Regions from separate parts of the Anas platyrhynchos genome. Here region 2 is linked to region 1. Evidence: chromatin contacts called from public Hi-C data. All regions are on one chromosome and are shown on one strand. The core of a region is the stretch at or near the end of the contact, and the rest is flanking DNA. Distances in the headings are between cores, read along the strand shown.

Region 1 (5,824 bases), core at 3,210-5,709:
CATGTACTCGCGCTCTGCATTATAAACTCTATCTTTTGGAATTACAAAGATGCAGAAATGAACAACACAAAGTTCTCTGAATTTTCCTCCTTGCCTTCTGAACCATGATAAGACCTGAGGGTGCAGCACAAAGTAAGGAAAATGCTCGTTGAGTTTCAGAGTTCTTCAGACGTAGTGTTCTTCTCCGTGCCTTATTCTGTTTGTAAAATCAGCTGGCACCTTTGTAACTGCATGGTCAGATTGGCGTACAGAGGCTGTGTTGGAACAAGGAACTGCTGCTTATCCAAAGCTGGGGATGTTAAATTATCTGCCAGCAGATCCATGTGACTCCAAGGGATTTGTGAGCCCATTACATTTTCTTCCTTATGAGGTTTTTGTTGTTGTTGTTTTTCCTTTGAGGTTTGTTACTTGTAATGATGATGCGGAATCTAGTGCAGTAGTTCTCCATGGATCAGTCACCATAGTTACAGACTCACATGCCTAGAATGAGAACAGTCATAATCATGAAATCATCAGATGGTTTTATGAGACCATTCATAAGACTGCAGTCTTTGCATCTGTAGAAGTGGATTCATCTCGCATTTAGCTTACTTTACATTTAAATCATTTGTAACTTTAGTTTATATGATCTTCTTTATAATTATGGTATCAAGCAAAACATTCATGTGAAACGTAATAAGCTGTTTTTCCTCATAGATTTCATATAGCAGTGAACTCATTTTTAGAGAAGCATAAACCTGAAGTGGTGGAAATACATGTGTCAATGACCCCTGCTATGCTTGCTATCCAGACTTCAGTCCTGGACATTTTGAATGCATGTTTGAGAGAGCTCAAACGTTACAATCCAGCTCTTGAAGTAGAAGATCTATCTTTAGAAAATGCTATTGGTAAACCTTTTGAAAAGGTAACTATTTTGATTGTTTTGATATGCCTCATTATAAAGGAACATAGATCTTCAAACTATCCATCATGCAAACAAAAATATTATTTATAAAATAAATAAGTAACCAGCAGCTGATGTTATGGTTACTAGTAGGATTTTGTATGATTGAATTGAATATGATTGAGTGAATTAGTATGATTGTTCGCCTTTCATTTGAAAAGTCCCTATATCAAGAACATCCTGATCGGTGGTTGGTGTAATAATATAATAATAATATTATTTAGAGATAGGTATGTATTATTGCCTCCCCCAATTCATTTGAATTTCATACCTGTATTTTCTATTTTCTTTATTAGGAGAAGCACTGTAAAGCACGCTTGTGTAAATAATATGCACATGCATGCATCTGTTGTATTTTTAACCATCATATATGTCCATTAACTGTGTGTGCAGTGTTGTAATGGACAGATCTGCAACATGTTTGGCATGCATATGCTTACTGTAGGGTAAAATCATAAATTTCAACCACCATAGCAAAACACTTATTAACTGATACTCACCATTGATGTGAAGCATTCTGTACTTGAAAAATTCTGGAGGCTTTTATTCCTCTGGCTTTCTACGTTGTGTATCTGCATCATACTCGTCTTAATTTGAAAATTAAATTACATTTTAATGTTTTCTACTTGCTAAATAAAGAATGCTAAACACTAAAGGCATAGGCTAGTACCTGTAAAATAAGATTTTTCCTTTTTTTTTTTTTTAACTGATACTTATATTACCTTTTTTTTTTCTCTTAACATAGAAAAGAAAATATGTACTGAAAGCATTAAATTATATATAGCTGATAATCATTGGATTGCATGTATTTGTTGAATTTATGACTTTACATAATGGCATCTGTATTGTAACTTCGCAAAAAATGGTTACTCATCAAAATAAATGTCTCACCATCACATCTGGACTTGGCTATTTTTTATCCCAGTTGGGATAAAAAGTGGCAAGTGGCATCTCCTGTAAAGGAAAATAAGGGCATTTCTGTGTTGATTAGTATAGTAGAAGTCTGACATCCTGAATTTTCCAATTTATATTTCTAGACAATACGTCACTACTTAGATCCTCTCTGGCATCAACTTGGAGCTAAGACAAAATCTTTGGTCCAGGATTTGAAAATACTACGTACTTTGTTACAATATCTAACTCAGTATGATTGTGTCACTTTCCTCAATCTTCTGGAGTCACTGAAAGCAAGTGAAAAAGCTTTTGGTGAGAATTCAGGTAAACACTGAATACAAGTTAATGCATGAAACAGAGAAATGATGATATTTTTAATTAACATTCCTAAACATATGAAAGTATCTAGTTAGGTTTTATATAACCAGCCATATGGGCGTAGGTTTTTATTGACAGATAATGCTTTCATCTTCCCACTTAACTGCTGTTAACTTAACAGCGTGAGACTTGCATCACATTTCTGTCTTTTATTAAGCTAGTAATTACATAGTAAGCAGGTAGCACAGGTAATCCAGATGAGAGATGTGAGGCTATTATTGGAAATGTCTGAAGCATGTACACTTCAAATGTCAAACAATTAATGTTTTCTTTTTCTCTTTAGGTTGGCTGTTTCTTGACTCCAGTACTTCGATGTTTGTAAATGCTCGAGCAAGAGTTTATCGCATTGCAGATGAGAAACTGAATCAGAAAGGCAAAGTCTCTGGAAACAGTGATGTAAAGAAGGAAAATGGTACTGATCGCTCCTAATTTTAAGTTTGAGAGTGTAACACGATTTCAAACACTCTGTATATTATTACTTGTGCTGTGTTTTTTTACAAGATCTTACGCAGCTCTAGACCTCAGTCTGGTAGCTGGGATATATTGAGATATATTGATATATTGATATATTGAGATGAGCATATATTGTATGCTTTGTTCAAAAAGCATACAGTAAACAAAAAAAACAGTCACAATCAAATAAGGCATTCTTCTCAGCTTACTCAGCTGATCATTGGGAGAGCTTTTATGGATTGTTCCTGAATTACATAGAATTCAGCTTGATCTTTTGCATTTTACATGAAGGGATAAGAAGCTGCCATTATTATATATTTATATTTATATTTATATTTTTATATATGTATTTTATTCAAGAGTTTCAGAATTGAAGAACAAGTCAATACTTTAACTTTTTTAGTTAAAGGTTAGTTAAATGATTCATTAGAGCGTTTTTCCCCATTTTTAATGATTCTGTAAAAGTGCTCTCCTACCTGATCAGCAAAACAAGTCGCATATGTAGACTGTTGAATATTGTACTTGCCAACAACCATTAGAGCATTGACATTGAACCACTAATTTAAAGTTCTGAAGGGTATTTTGGCTGTAAAAGCTGCTACGTTTAATCTTTGTTTCAGAACTGAAAAGGGAATTGGTGCTAGAAAGTAACCCAAAATGGGAAGCTTTGAGAGAAGTACTGAATGAGATTGCAAATGAGAATAAGAACAGTGAAGACTTCGGTGGTCCAGGTGAGAAAATACTAAATGAAGTAAATTTTCACCGTACATCTGATTTTCTCTTCTATTTGACTTTTGAGAGGGATTGCTCAAATTCTTTACTGTGATTATACTAAAGAGCTGGTTTGAAACAGTAATTTATAGACTTAAGACAAAGTGTTTTATATACTTGTATTCTCACCAGTAGGATAAATAGTTATAAGACAATCATCTATTCAGTTTATTCCAGTGCAAATCAAAAGATCTCATCTGCTGTGGTCTTCATTCTAAATAACGAGGCAACGTGTACATGTTCCAGTCTTCTACAGCAGTTAAAGTAATGCAGAAATAGAACTGTTTCATAGCTTTACAAGCTGTATCGGTCTGTTACACAGTTCTCCCTAAACTGTTCAGACAAGCGCCCTTGCTTGGATTGCGGAGGGGCATGGAGCTGCAGATGGCTAGAACTATAGTAATTGACACTCAGGTTCAAAGAAACAGAAGTTCCATCTTTTGACCATTCCATCTCATACATTTTCTTGGGCACCTAAAAACCGCTTCTCCAGGAGATGCAGCTTCTTGGGTAGAGAGAAGAAGGTGTGTTTCTAACTAACCATGTTGCTGCCTTTCCTATTTTAGGACTTTTCATCCCCTTAAATTTCACCAAGTTTTATTTTAGGAAATAGCAAGGGTAAAAAAGTGCCCTTTTCTCCCACCCACAGTGTTCTGACTATGGATAAGAACTGGCACTCTAACCTAGTGTTGTAGGAGTATATCTGAGTCAGCTTGCAGAGAATTGTTATTCAAGGCCCACAAATGTCAATAATACTGTGTGAAACATGTATTTTTTGGACTCCCTAACACAGCTGACAAAGGCTGAAAACTAAAACAGTCTCAATTAAGTCCTTTCTTATCCCACATTTAAAAAATAAATAAAAAGAAAGCATCTGAGTATATTTCAGCCCATGTTGTATTTGCTTCATTTCAAATGGTCAAAAGAAAAAACTTACTGTTTTAGATGGTGTAAGACTAAGGAATGCTGAACTTTTATTAACCTTCTCTAATCTTGGTTTAATACAAACTATGATGCAATTTACACTCCCTGGAAGTCCAGAACAACTGTGACCACCAAGTGTAAAAGGCATTTGGTAGGCACACTTCTAGGATCATTTAAAACAATTTGCTCAAGATGTCTTGTAGCTGGATTAAAAGAAGTACATCATAACAGATTATAAACATGATATTGTTTCTTGACTGCAGGGCAGGTGCTTATTTGTGCCAGTGATGACCGAGCTTGTGCACAGCTCAGGGAGTATATTACTGATGGAGCAGAAGCCTTTTTAACGAGACTGTATAATAAAACCTTTGGAAAGGATGAGAAAGCTGGAGATGTGTGGATTAAGGACAGAAAAGCCGTCAAGTCCAAAGGAAATGCCAGACCAGACACAGGGCCTCAAGCCAAAAAAAACAAACTCGCAACTTCTTCAAAACAAAACAAACACAAGAAGCAGCAAGACCAGACTATAATCCAAATGATAGGGAAAACTGAGGAGGAAAGCAAAGAGGAGTTGGATGTGGAAGATAACAAAGAGTTAAGCAGTAGCCAAGAAGGCAGTATTGATGAGACAATTCCTGAATATTTCCCTGTGAACTTATCTTCAGATTCTTACTACGGTATTTTCAAAAGCCCACTCACAATTATTCATCCGTTGCAGGGTTGCAGTGATCCCTATTCTCTCACCAGGGTACTGCATGAAGTAGAACCAAGATATGTTGTGCTGTATGATGCAGAGCTGACTTTTGTTCGGCAGCTGGAAATCTACAAGGCAAGCAGGCCTGGAAAGCCTTTGAGGCAAGTGAACTTGGTGATAATCAAGACTGTTCTTGGTCTAATTTTAGTCTCAAATGAAAAAAAATATCTATTGTGCACTTCTGACAGTCAAGGCACAAAATACATCTAGTGAGTTTTTTAAGCTACCTTTTAATTCCTGATTAGCTTTCTTTTTAATTTTAAACAAAACTATGTCGAATGTAATTGCAAGATAATTTTTACTTCCCACTAGGTATTTAGTCCCTTAATAACAGAAACACACTTGTAATAAAATGTCCATTCTATAAAAGGCAGTTTGTTCTATGTAGAAGATAAGATACCCTCATGCAAACACACGATTTGAAGTCTTGTATGTTTTGGTGTTTTTCTTTTTTTCCTTTTTTTTTTTTTTTTTTTTTCCTAAATCAGGACAATTGCAGATTGTAGTTTGTTATGCATAGTCTTCTGGGAAGATTTTAAAAATAGAAGAAAGTAACTTCTTCATTATGTTTGCTTTGTGTCTGACTGAAATCTGAGTCTACCCTGGTTGAATCTCAACATTTCAGTAAGCCTATTTCTTCTTAAGAAAAGAGAGAAAAATGGATATAAGGTTTTTTGTTGCTGATTCTGGAGCATCTTTGCAGAAAA
Region 2 (6,207 bases), core at 1,770-4,269, 110 kb after region 1:
TAGCCTTATCTCCATCCCTGATCTCAGATTTGTTGCACCTTTGTCACAAAGGTATTTGGGAGTAAAACCGAATTAAAACAGTCTTATGCATCTTATGCACTCAGATTGCCGCATACAAAAGTGCTGAAGGCATGTTCTGTGAGGAGAGGCTGAGGGCACATGGGTTGCCCAGTCAGGAGGAGAGGAGGCTGAGGAGGCTATGCCTGGGGAGGGTCAGACTGGGCACCAGGAAATACTTCTTGCCTGGGAGGGTGGGCTTCCTAGGAGGTGGTTGGTGCCCCATGGCCATCAGTGGTCACAAGCCCTGTGGATAATGCCCTCAGGAACATGCTTCAACCTTTGGTCAGCCCTGAAGTGCTCAGGCAGTTGGACTTAGGGACCTACAAAGATCACCTCCGACTGAACTACTCTACTCTCATTTGTATCGGGCTAGAAGGTGGTTCATTGTATTGACTACCCACTAAGTGGGGAAGTTATGCAGACTGTATTAAACTGTTCCATACTCTTTTGAATGTATATCAGAAAAATTAAATAACACTACATCATGCTTCCTGGAGGATCACAGGAGAGTATTTTACTTACGAGGGATGACTAAAGCATGACATGGCACAAAGTTTCTTTAAAAGAATAATAGCTCTAGATTTACGCATTAATACACTGGAGGGAAGAACAGGTACAGATAACATCCCCTTAACAGGGAATTTAAGCAAGCAAGTATTAAAAAAAAAAAAAAAAAAAAAAAAGGTCTTAAACTTCATTAAATGCCATTTACCCAATATTATTAATTATTAAAAATACTAAGACTGCTATATTAATCCTTTACAGGTTTTTCCACCTACCACATCCAATACAGTATTTTCCTATCAGACTGCACCAGTTACAACACCTTCACAGTCTTTTATTAATAAAACATCAAATTCTAACATTCACACTGGCAGCAATCAGGCGCCGTCTATGCAGAATGGACCTGCTACTCCTAGTAAGGTAAGATCAGTCCAACTGCACTCCATGAAGTTCACTTTTATATTAATCATCTTAAATAATGCGTGATATATTGCAGTTCTATATATTGCAGTTCTCTCAAGAAAGAATAACATTTTGTGTATTTTAATGATACGTATATTTATATAGCATGTGTGGGAAAGTAAAAACGTATTTTATACCTCATATTATTATTGTTTGTAAATATTTAGATTGGTATGGCAGAATACTATCATTTGTATAACATGATACATTTCAATTTCATTAAAATGTATATTCAGACTTTTTTTTATTATTTCATGCAGCCTGGCTCTCCTTCTCAAGCCCAGCCTTATATCGTTCAGCAATCCCTCTTCAACAACACAGTGTCCAAGAAAAAAGATCCCCCCCGTTACGAAGAGGCTATAAAACAGACCCGCAATATTCAGACATCTCACCGTGAGGTAGTTATTTTTGCTTGTTTAGTTTGTTAAAAATATTTTGTTTCTTCAGAATTATCAGTCATTGTTTATTACAGTTTTTCTTTGGCATCAAAATTTTCTAATGTACTCTTAATATTCTCATAACTGTATTTAACTGCAGGATTCATGGTTTTTTGATGAAATTAACAGACATGTAAATAAGTCTTAGATTATCCAGCTGACGATAAATATAATCGGGATAACACTGCTATTGCTACTTAGCAATAACTGTCATTCAATGGACTTGTTTCAAGGATGTATGATACCCAGATTTCAGACTTAGAAAGTACATTGAAAAGTACTTTCCCAAACTGAGGAAACTTGAGGAAAATGTGTGCATGAGTGTGTTTATATGCACATACAGAAACATATATACACAATTGAACACACGCTTGCTTGAAAGGAGGCTTTATTTAGTGAGCTTGGTGAATAATCGTACAGGGTGCTTTGTCAGTTTACTGTGATATCCTTCAGATTGGAAGAAAGTTGCAAACAAAGTTAATGAGCATCCCTAACCTCATGCATTTCAGAATTATCCCAAAAGAGACAATTTCATATTGACTTCATATTGTGTGCTATTTTTGTGGTGGCAGGCACTCAGACAGAAGCATGAATATCTAATGCCATTTCGTATGTTACTGGCATGTAAAAACAAACAAACAAACTATATCGCATTTGATGGTCATTTACAAGTTGTCTCTTAGAGAAAGCATTTCAGGGTGCACCCCCATAGTCTAGTTGCTATTCTGAATATTTCCCTTCTGCAAAACAGGGCTAGCAATTCCCCTTCTTATCCCTAGTTTTCTGCATCTCTCTTTTAGGTTGCCTTCATGAAAACTTTGTGTTGCTTTTCATATTTTTTTTCCTATTCCTTTGTACTGAAACCAACCAGAGGAATTCTACAAGTGTCTCTCCAAATTCTTTCTCTATTATCTAGATTGACAATTTCGTAAGAAGAATTTTGGTCTTGATCATAGGTTAGTACTTAGGTACTACTTAGAGAGGCTAGGATCAATCTGCTTAGAAAAACACTACATGAAAAAGAATAACCCTTTTCTCCTGCACCACAGATTTCCAGTGCACACAGTCAGCAGATGGATGATCTTTTTGATATTCTCATCAAGAGTGGAGGTAAGCCAATGTTGTGGTTTAACCTGGCTGGCAGCTAAACACCACACAGCTCACCCTCCCCCCTCCCTCTCTGGGATGGGGGAGAGAAATGGGAAAGTGAAGCCTGTGAGTTGAGATAAAGACAGTTTATTAAGACAGAAAAAAATAATAATAATAACAATAATTATGATAATAGTACTAAGAATAATGATGTGTACGAAACAAGTGATACACAGTACAATTGCTAACCACCCGCTGACCAATGTCCAGCCTAATCCTGAGCAGTCCGTCCCCCCCACCCCAGCTAGCCACCCCTCTATATTGTTTAGCATGACACCAGATGGTATGGAATACCCCTTTGGCCACTTTGGGTCAGCTGTCCTGGGTCTGTCCCCTCCCAGCTCTTGCTGTACCCCCTGCCTGCCCGCTAGCAGGACAGAGTGAGAAGCTGAAACATTCGTGGCTTGGTGTAAGCACTACTCTGCAACAATTAAAACATCAGCATGTTATCAGCACTCTTCTCATCCTAATCCAAAACATAGCACCCTACCAGCTACAAGGAAGAAAATTAACTCTGTCCTAACTGAAACCAGGACGGCCAAGTAACATTTGTGTGATGGAGAGATTTAAAACCTCATAATAAAAACTCAGTACTGTAGTCAACAGATTGAAAGGAAAGAATTCTGCCAGTGACAGGAGGTATCCAGTCTGAATGAAGCTAGTATTCCTGAAAGTTTGTGTTAATTACCTATAAAACAAAACATTTACCAAAACACATATAGTCAAGCAGCTGTGGAACTTCTCTTCTTGCATATTAGCCCAGGCAGATTTTCTCTGTAATCCACACAGTATTCAAGTGATTAAAATAGCACCTTACATTAGCAGAGACATACTTAATAAAGATTGAAAAAGTTGCACAAGTCCATATTATACTGAAATTATACCATGAAAAGAATAAGGGAAGAGCAAAAGTAAGTTGAAACTACTTGTTTTCCAGTAGTATATCTTTGATATTTAGAGCTGATAACACGGGGTTATATTTAATGAAATGTTATGTATGAACTACATAGAGACATTAATGAGCAACAGCTTTCTATGTTAGTTGAAACAAGACAGCTATCAGAAAGGACGTGAAATAACCAAAGCAATATATAAAGTAGCTTTGCAGTTTATACAGGAGACTTTTAGGTATAATTAGGCTTTGTAGACTAAAGTGCCATTACAATACTGGGAAAAGTTCTGGTGTGAAGCAATTCAGTTAACTTAATGTTTTTTTTGTACTACTGTCTTGTAAAGGTGTTGACAGCAGTGAATGCCAGGACATAAGTGATTTGATTGTAGGCTATGAGCAGGTTTTAGCCATATTCTAAACATCCAAGTATTTTTCTCTTTTTCAAAGCAAATTGCAAAGTCAGCTGAAGAAAACGGAGTAGACAGTGACAGTGTAAGATAAGTGACTTGCGCAGTGAACAACTCATACTAAGTTTACAAATGCTTTCAGTGCTCTTATTAAAACATTGCATCAGTAGTTCAAAGAAGCTGCACCTCTGAAACAGAAGATGTATGAAACATTAGCATGCTTATTTAAGTATTTGCTTCAAATACGGTATTACTAAATCTATTTGATTTTAAGGTAACAACTGTGCTGTATTTGCCAAGTTGCCACAAAAAGCAAAAACATTTTCTGATTGTCTTTATGAAAAAGGAAATAAGTATTCAGGGCTATTGCAAGTTCTACATTGAAAAATGTTTAGTTTATTAATGTACTTCAGGAGAGTGAGAAGGTTAATTTCGTAATGTTTGGCCTTTACTAAGCAAACATTTTATAGATGTTCTTACACAGATATAAAAAACGTACATTTTCCTTGGAAAACTGGTACAAATTACATGGTCAGTGCATTTCTGTTGGCAGAAACATTATCTGTGCTAGAGAATTTACTCACATATTTTTGTCTGTCAAACATTCTAGATCTAATCTTATTTTTGGATTCCATTCACATGTAAGAATTAATTGGAACTTACCTTGCTGTATCTCCTTTTACTGTTACTACCACTAAATTACTCCTCTTGACAGAAGAGTAGTTTTCAAATATAGAATCAACTATGAAAGCATCCTAATCACGTTAAATGATCTCTTAGACTAATTCATCACAGTGGACATAGTATTAAACAGGTATGGAATTGAAAATTGGTTCAGATACTCTTCCTATGTAGGGAAATCGATGGTTCTATAATTATCCTAGTTAGAAGAACTATAAACATGGAGGAGGTAAAGATGTCATCTAGAGAACTATTCCTTTTCTCGTTGATACAAGCGTTCTCATCAGCTGGAGTATTACTTGAAAGCAGAACTCCAGAATTTGTTTTAAAATATTTTGTTGTTCACAGAGTATCTGACATAATTAGTCTGATGTAGACGTAGTATTTGTACTATCAGAACAGCAAAATGAGTCTTACTCCATCGAGTTTACTGTAGGTACATCTCAAAGTGGTCAAAAAAGGTGTAGAAGTTGTAAAATATATGTCATTATCTTTTTTGAATTATGGTTTGTTTGTTTTGTTACAGAGATTTCCCTTCCGATAAAGGAGGAACCATCTCCCATTTCTAAAATGAGACCAGTAACAGCCAACATCACTACAATGCCAGTGAACACAGTGATATCCCGCCCCCCACCCCAAATCCAAATGGCCCCTCCTCCTGTGTCCTTAGAACCGACAACCAGCTTGTCTATAAGTCTGGAAAATCAGCTTGAAGCCCTCTTGGATGGAACTTTAACCTCAGGTAATGAAATTCCTCAATTGACAAGCAGCAGTGAAGACAGAGAGTCATTTTCTTTAATTGAAGACCTCCAGCATGATCTGCTTAATCACTCCAGTATTTTAGATCATTCTCATTCACCCATGGAAACATCTGACCCACAGTTTACCACTAATAATTCTTGTCTATCTCTTGACCTTCCTGATACAAATTTAGACAATATGGAATGGCTAGACATTACAATGCCCAGCTCCTCATCTGGACTCACCCCTCTCAGTTCTACTGCCCCCAGCATGTTTTCGACTGACTTTCTAGATCCACAAGACCTCCAGTTGCACTGGGATTAAGCTATAGCCAATGAGAACGTGACCTGCAAATCTCTTTACAGCAGAGGTCCATTATTACACCATTCTGATTGCAGTTAAGATAGTTAAGATAGCAACGTTTGGAAGAACAAATGCTTGAAAGTAATTCCTTATTGATGTTCAAGTTTACAACGGTGAATTACTTTATGCTCCTATCACTAATGCAGATCACGGCCCTCTGAAAGCTGTGTTTCACAAGTCAAGAAAGGACGATTGTGCTTACTGATTAGAAGTACCCCATGGGAAACACATCACAAATATATATATGAAAAGTTATGTCTCTGACTTTGTAATGCCTAAATGAGCAACACAATGTGGATAATCTTAGAGAAGAAAAAGTGAGACTTAAATGTCTGTATTCACCCAGTGAGATATTGTTTGAGGGAGGGTAACGTATCACTACACTTCATTGTTCCTGTGGATAGCCTGAGCCAGGTTCAAAATGAATTGTGAGGGCAAAGACAGGTAGAAGCACTGGCTGGTTCAGTGAAATTTCATATCTCTGGTTTCTAAATTTGTTCGTTTTTTTTTA

The links. Hi-C and Micro-C count contacts between places; a contact is called where the count stands out from the background.
Region 2: a contact with region 1 is called in a Hi-C map of skeletal muscle, with 1.7 times the contacts expected there. The contact joins two enhancer-like sites. A contact is called at or near these places in 3 of 8 Hi-C or Micro-C datasets (skeletal muscle and subcutaneous adipose tissue).

The regions. Positions count from the first base shown.
Region 1 is chr15:2,446,797-2,452,620 of IASCAAS_PekinDuck_T2T, forward strand. LOC101794451 (DNA repair endonuclease XPF) reads left to right here. Exons shown (of 11, transcript XM_005028641.6): 4 at 697-904; 5 at 1,981-2,161; 6 at 2,499-2,627; 7 at 3,289-3,399; 8 at 4,627-5,218. Among named protein-coding and RNA genes, the nearest start is that of MRTFB, 25 kb to the right of the region's middle. Within about 2 kb of position 4,460, at least 3 of the 8 cell types and tissues checked have an H3K27ac peak or open chromatin away from gene starts, as enhancers often do.
Region 2 is chr15:2,554,037-2,560,243 of IASCAAS_PekinDuck_T2T, forward strand. MRTFB (myocardin related transcription factor B) reads left to right here. Exons shown (of 16, transcript XM_072024089.1): 13 at 826-984; 14 at 1,287-1,424; 15 at 2,513-2,573; 16 at 5,119-6,207. The coding sequence ends at 5,657. Among named protein-coding and RNA genes, the nearest start is that of TRNAT-CGU, 16 kb to the right of the region's middle. Within about 2 kb of position 3,020, at least 2 of the 8 cell types and tissues checked have an H3K27ac peak or open chromatin away from gene starts, as enhancers often do.